2 separate regions of the Mus musculus genome follow, and region 1 is linked to region 2. A link is a contact called in public promoter capture Hi-C data. All regions are on one chromosome and are shown on one strand. Each heading gives the region's core, a stretch centred on a gene start, on an enhancer-like site or on the middle of the called end of the contact. The rest is flanking DNA. Distances are from core to core; before and after follow the strand shown. Region 1 holds the start of Arl4d (ADP-ribosylation factor-like 4D). Region 2 holds the start of Tmem107 (transmembrane protein 107).

What was found. Promoter capture Hi-C pulls out the DNA fragments that hold promoters and counts their contacts.
Region 1: a contact with region 2 is called in a promoter capture Hi-C map of cranial neural crest. The contact joins the promoter of Arl4d here to the promoter of Tmem107 in region 2. A contact is called at or near these places in 2 of 39 promoter capture datasets (cranial neural crest and maxillary cranial neural crest) and 1 of 115 datasets of contacts at active chromatin or transcription factors (neural stem cells).

The regions. Positions count from the first base shown.
Region 1 is chr11:101,663,400-101,666,791 of GRCm38.p6, forward strand. It overlaps Arl4d (ADP-ribosylation factor-like 4D), which reads left to right and starts at 2,142. Exons shown (of 2, transcript NM_025404.3): 1 at 2,142-2,238; 2 at 3,149-3,392. The coding sequence starts at 3,251.
Region 2 is chr11:69,069,252-69,073,018 of GRCm38.p6, forward strand. Tmem107 (transmembrane protein 107) reads left to right here and starts at 1,558. Exons shown (of 5, transcript NM_025838.2): 1 at 1,558-1,782; 2 at 1,973-2,040; 3 at 2,123-2,223; 4 at 3,172-3,268; 5 at 3,495-3,767. The coding sequence starts at 1,696. The coding sequence ends at 3,564.

The sequences.
Region 1 (3,392 bases), core at 892-3,391, about 33 Mb after region 2:
TTATCAGTCCTGGCTGGAGGTGGCCGGCAGGAAAGGGCTGGACTCTGCCAGTCTGGCAGTGACTTCCCCTCCTCCCTTCCCAATCCTCTTTACGCGTAGCTTTTACTGAGGGTAATCTTGTTGTCCTTTTGGTCACCTTGCCCTTTGTAACATCTCCTCCCCTTCAGGACAACCAGAACTGCGACTAACTGCTAAGCACGATGCCCCACCCAAGTGCTACATTTCTAGAGACCTTTTCAGAAACTTCTAGGTGACCCATTCTTTCCCTCTGAAATCCCTCTGAAGTCCCCATTTGATGATTTGTTAAAAAACAAAAAAAAAAAAAATTGTGTCTTCCTGAGCTGCCGCTGTCTGTCACTCATTATGGAATGTGACCTTTGAGGCTTGAGGTGTCTGTAGCCCTAGAACTCTGGCTGGTGCTGAGGAATGAGCTGTGTTTGATTACTGAGGTACTTGGGGCAGAACCCAGAGTCTGTGCATGCTGGGCAAACTCTCTGCTGCTACGCCATCATGACTGGTTCATCTGTATTTCTGAAATAGGGTCGTGTTAAGTTGCTCGTGCTGGCCTTGAACTCATGATCTAGCCTAGAGAGGTTATCCATGTCTTGTCTCCTGCCTCAGCCTCCAGAGTACCTGGGATAACACTCTGTGGTTATGCCCAGTTGAACTTTGTCTTTTAAAGTCTCTTTTATCGTGCTTTTTAGACAGCATCTCACTGTGTAATGCTGGCTGTCTAACGTAAGACTGCCTCGCCCCAGAGTCTCCCCATGAGAAGACTATTGCCAAGCAGTGAGCATCCTGGCACTGAATTCAGACAGATCTTGCTCAGCCACATATGACCTAAATGTGATCATAACTAAGTCTTTTATCCATCTGCAGCTTTCTGTACCTGTAAGAAACAGACAACAGTCCCTAACATGCTACTGTGAGGTAATGGGGTCCTCCATGCTCTATATGCAGGAAGCTGAGGCCCAAAGATTGTTAGGATGTCCAGGATAGCCTGAGCTACATAATGAGATTCCTATCTCAAAACACACACACAAAAAAACCAAATATAGCTGGATATGATGGCTCATGCCTTTAATCCTTTTTTTTCCTTTTTTTTTCCCGAGATGGTTTCTCTGTGTGGCCCTGGCTGTACTGGAACTCACTCTGTAGATCAGGATGGCCTCGAACACAGAAATCTGCCTGCCACTGCCTCCCAAGATTAAAGGCATGCACTACCACTGCCTGGTTTCATGCCTTTAATCTTAAAGGCAGAGGCAGGTGGATTATTTTGTGTATGAGGCCACCCTAGTCTACATAGTGAGTTCCAGGATAGCTAGGGTTATATAGAAAGACCCTGTCTCAAAAAATACTCCCCCCACCCCCTTATCCCTTGAAGCAATGGCTCAGTGGTTAAGAGCACTTATTACTCTTCCAGCGGACCCAGGTTCGGTTCCCAGCACCCATATGAGGCAGTCACCACTGTCTCTAATTCTGGTTCCAGGAGATCTGACATTTCCTACTGAACACATGGGCATATACTGACCCACTGGCTTAACTGACACTGAGCACTGCTGCCCTTGCAGAGGTCCTGAATCCATTTCCCAGCAACCACATGGTGGCTCACAACCATCTGTAAGGGGATCCGATGCCCTCTTCTGGTGTGTCAGCGTCCCCGTACTCCTATATACATTAAATGGGCTTAGTATTATGAATCAGCTGTATCAGAGCTCCAGGTAAATACTGCTTTGCAAACTAGATGAAGACAGTGACTTGAATGAGTACTACTGAATGAGGTAAGATACGAAAACATGTCAGAATCTCTTCGAGCAGATCTTTAGGTGGAAGGAAAGTATGGGGGGGGGGCAGCCGGATTGAGGGCAAGTGGATGGGGTAGTGTCATTATTAGACATTCCGTTCCATGCTCTCGTCAGGCGCAGCCACGCCTGTTCCTTTAGTCTGTCCCACCTCCCAGCCCTAATGAGTTCCAGGCTCTGTTCCAAATACTGAATAAGGTAGAAAAGATTAAAATAAAGCGGTTCCGGATAGAACGAGCTCTCCATTTCCAGGCTGGGGCTGCAGAGGCTGGCTCAGTCCCCGCCTCCGGGACGCTGATTGGGCCGCGTCGTGTGACGTCACGAGAGGGTTTTTAACGAGGAACCGGAGCAGCGGCACTGCAAAGTCCGCTGTGGCTGAGACGCGACGAGTCGGTGTCTGGTTGGCGTGGCTCGCGGAGAGTGCGGCTGGCTGAAGGTAAAGGAGGGTGTCTGGACCATGCAAAGGCGCCGGCTTGCGGGGCTTAGGGGAGCGGGCGTCGACCGCTGGCTGGAGAGTTGCAGGGCCGTGTGGTGGTGGTCAAAGCGCCCGCAGGGGCGTGCCACCGTTGTGGGTATGCGGTGCTTGTGGGAGCCCGACCCACATCGGTGCTCTTACTTTGGGCACACTGCCCGACCGCCTCCTTCATGCGAGATTTCTCCTCTGGGGAGTGGAGAGCACAGCTTCTGCTTTCTCTCAATCTCGGAGAGGGGTGCAGGGAAACGACCTTACTTCGGATCTTGCCTGCAAGATCCGCACCCTCGAAGATCCTAGTGCCCGAGAGTTTCTCTGACCTCAGGGCCTCTCCTAGGAGTCCCTGGGACAGGAGCACGCCTTGTTACACCTGTAGCTACTTTTTTTATTTTTTATTTTTAAGAAGAGGGGAAGGAGAAAGGCATTGGAGATGGTTTAAAAGCGCCTACCCTAAAACATGAGGACCCTAATTGGTTCCTGAGACCCACATACTCTTGTAAGTTGTCCTGACTTTAACACTCAAGCTGTGAGTGGCTTACACACACGCACAAAATATTTTTTCTTTACTTTGGAAAAAGAGGCACTTAAAAATCTTTTTTTTTTTCTTTTTTGTTTTTCTAGACAGGGTTTCTCTGTGTAGCCCTGGCTGTCCTGGAACTCACTCTGTAGACCAGGCTGGCCTCGAACTCAGAAATCCACCTGCCTCTGCCTCCCAAGTGCTGGGATTAAAGGTGTGCTCCACCACTGCTGGGGCAAACCTTGTTTTAATAAAAGGAATATTTAGAAGGGTAGGGTGCAGGTTTAGGGGAAGGACCCAAAAGTTGCAAATTCGTTTATTCTAAACCTTTCTCGTTTCTTTTTTGGCCTTGTTTAGACACCCCAGCTTGTGCTACCTGCCGTTTTAAGGTCTCCTCTTCTTGGCCTCTGCTGGAGTCCCAGACCTACTCCTGAGGTCCACCCTGCACCCTAGCTCACCATGGGGAACCACTTGACTGAAATGGCCCCTACAGCCTCGTCCTTTCTGCCGCACTTCCAGGCCCTGCATGTCGTCGTCATTGGGTTGGATTCCGCGGGGAAGACTTCCCTTCTTTACCGTCTCAAGTTCAAGGAGTTTGTCC
Region 2 (3,767 bases), core at 308-2,807:
AATAAGTAGGAGCTGAATATATAAGGACATTCAATGCTATAGATTATTCTTTGTGTTTTAGAATGCCATTCTCTGCGTTGATAATACTATAGGGTCTCAGAAGGGAAGATGGGAGGATGGCTCAGTGGAGGGTGCTTACCTACCTATATGTAAGAGGCCTGGAGCTTATCTCCAATACTGAAAAAAAAAATCAGGAAATTACATGATTACAATGCTGTTGTTTAAGTTACAAACCCTATACAAAACTTGCCAAGCATCTCACCTCAGTCTTTTATAATAAAAGGGGGCGAGGGGGGGGCAATTCTTTTGCCTGGTTTGGGATCTCAGGTTCAGTTAGACACCCCCCTACCCCCCGTTCATTTAGAAGACCTCCAGTCTGTCTTTCATGACCTTTAACTGGCTTAGGAAAGGGAACCCCATGTATTACTTTAGGGAGACAGAATCATTTCTTCTTCTTCTTCTTCTTCTTCTTCTTCTTCTTCCTCCTCCTCCTCCTCCTCCTCCTCCTCCACCTCCTTCCTCTCTCTCTCTGCCAATTCCTTGAAACAAAAATTTAAGAAGTATCTATTTTCAAAGCTTCCCTTTGATATTATTCTAGTATTATCTTTTAATTTAAAAAAATTATAGCACGCATTACCTCGCTGGGTTTTGTTCTTGTTTTGGCTGTTATCAATCTCCCCACCTAGAATATAACCTGGAGGGACTTTATCGAGGTACTCTCAGATTTGGGGCACAGTGCCTGGCATCTGGGAGACATCAAATATTTGTTGAATAGATGAAATCCCTCTGGTCCTGAGCCTTGTCTTTTGGGCTGGTTTAGAGGCACAAAGAAAAAGGAATGGAGGGACCAGAGAGTGCAAGTGGGATGGGAGGTCCATTGACATGGGACTTGATTGTGAACTGGAAAGTGCTGAGAACTTTCCGATTCTCCGATCTGCAGGGATTTCATCCGAAGCCCCAAATCGGTCACATCACCCTAAGAAGAGGTTCTTGGTCTGTAACTGAGCAATGTCCGGGGCCTAACAACTCAGAGCAAGAGTGAAATCGGTGGTGGGTCAGCGTCCCAGCCTAGGCTAAGCGCAAGCAGTTCCAGTCCCCCGCTCCATTCTTCACCCTTTCAGATCCCCTCGGTTCCCGAGGCAGTCACCTCACCCACATCCAATTTTAACCATCCCAAGGCTGCTCATTTCTGCACTCGGCAAATCTCTCATGACACGGAGACAAGTTATTTAGGAAGAAATTAGAGTCATTCTTCGGCAAAGTTTTGCTCTAGGGCGGAAGGGGGAGTCCTCTGACAACCAGGGGCTAGGGGACTTAGCCTGACCCTGGGACAAGCTCGGTGCATCAGCCTCTCCTCGTTCGTCCCCTCGACTCCTAGCGCCCAAGGCAGTGAGTGGGAAGCACAGGAGAAGGGAGGATTTGGTGGTTCTGGCTGCATCCTCTTGGGTCCATCAACGGCTCACGTACCGCGCCTATAGACGTTGGTAGAGGGAGCAGCACTATCGCGAGACTTCCGAAAGCAGCAGCGTGGCGCTTGCGGACGCAGTTACCATGGCAGCCGGGCGGCGCCCGAGCGCGCGGGAAGGACACTTAAGTAGAGAGGTCTGGCCTGCTTGCTCAGGGAGACTTGATGAGTGACCCACCCCAGACTTCCAACCTCAAAACCCACGGCCTCCACTCGAGGCCCCCGAGGCCATGGGTCGGATCTCCGGGCTCGTGCCCTCTCGGTTCCTGACGCTCTTGGCTCATCTGGTGGTTGTCATCACGTTGTTCTGGTCCCGGGTAAGACGCGGACAGGGCGCGCGTGCGCGTGCCCTCCTGGCCCTCCCATTCTCATCTTGGAGTGGACCCAGCTCAGCTCAGTCCACTCACACAGGGTCCGTTCGTTGCTCCGTTCCCCGGCCCCTTCCCAACTTGTCCCCGCAGCCCCATTCCTCTTTTGACATTTCTTTCTTTCTGCCCGGCTCGCCAGGAAAGCAACATCCAGGCTTGCCTGCCTCTCAAATTCACCCCGGAGGAATACGAAAAGCAGGACAACCAGTGAGCTCTTGGGGCGGGGTGAGAGTGCAGGGGTCTTCAACAGAATCCAGAAACCTTGGTCCAAGCCCTTTTCTCTCTGCAGGCTGGTAGCCGCGCTCTGTCTCACCCTGGGCCTCTTTGCAGTGGAGCTGGCTGGCTTCCTCTCAGGAGTCTCCATGTTCAATAGCACCCAGAGCCTCCTCTGTATCCTTTTTATTTGGCCATCGTCCTCAGGTGACTCATCCCAGTTACCACTCTTTCCACCTCTGTAGGCCTTTGGGGCACAAGTGTCTGCTCTACATGGTAAACCGAATCTCTCTCTAGGTGAGAGGTTTTAGACACTGTTGGGGAATTAATAGACTTCAAACATTCGTTAAATCCGGATGTGAGCCAGGTTCTGGCGATCCCTGGATGGGAGTAAAATCATTTTATCCCGTTTGAAGAGGTGGCAGACAAACATCTGTAAATCAGTGTGATTAAACAGTATGCTTGTAGGTGTGTGTAAAATACAAAGCACTATGGGAACTCAGAAGGGACCAAGAAAATAGAGCCCAGGTGTGGTTCTGCAAGCCTTTAATCCTAGTGCACGGGAGGCAGGGGCAGGTGAATTTTTTGGGTTTTTTTAAATCTTATTTTACTTATATATTTAGGTTATCTAAGACAGGGTTTCTCTATGTAGACCTAGGCTGTCCTGGAACTCAGTAGACCAGGCTGGCCTCGAACTCCGAAATCCACCTGCCTCTGCCTCCCAAGTGCTGGATTAAAGGCATGCACCACCACTGCCTGGCTTGTTTTGTTTTGTTTGTTTGTTTGTGTTTTTAAAAAGGTAGCTCTTTACTCTTGAATTGTGGACAAGGAAGACCAGGGCACTGGAGAAATCCCCAGTGTATCAGATCTGTAGGTATTCTTGTGTGGCCTAGGGCATATATGACATTAACCTTCCCAGAAGTGTACAGAGTGTACAGGGAGAGGTCCTATCAAAGCAAACTCAGCTCTGGTCTCTTACACATAACTGTCCATAAATTCAGAAGGCATTGGCTGCCAACTCTGGCGCTTGTCTTAAGGGAAGGGTACAAGCTGAACCCAAGTCCAGGTACCAACGGGGCCCATCACGAACCGATTACTTTCCTTGACCCCCTCTGTATTGTTAAGCCATTGCAGCCCACTGTAGCGCGTCTGTGGCCCTGTCTTTCTTCGTATTCGAGCGATGGGAATGTACCACGTACTGGTACATTTTTACCTTCTGCAGGTGCCCTAGCACCCAATATTTTGGAATGGGGGGGGGTGGTGGAAAATCGATCCCAAATCTGAAGGTTTCCCCCACCTAGACCTTTCCTGCACATGTGAAATTGGTAGAGTTTTGAAGAGTCATACCCACCCTAACCCACCCGCATATAAGGTTTGGAGGTTCAAGTGTTTGGGTTGGAAGGGGCTCTAACTCCCCCCCCTCCCCCGCGGCCCCGTACTTTTCACAGCGCCTTCCCAGCTGTCACTGAAACTGCATTATTCATCGCTGTCTTTGGGCTGAAAAAGAAACCCTTCTGATCACAATCCGGGTGTAGGGACCAAGGCTGGAAAAGTGATGAAGCTTCCTCCCACTGCTGCAAGAAAAAGGCAGAGGCTTCAGTTTTCTCTCGCCCAAGTCCCTTGCTCCTCCCAACTGCGGCTAAGCAGAGGATGGCAGTGTTGGAATAAGATCTCTCAAATCTTGGATTATAATTTTATTAGAGTTTTGTAATAAAATTTAT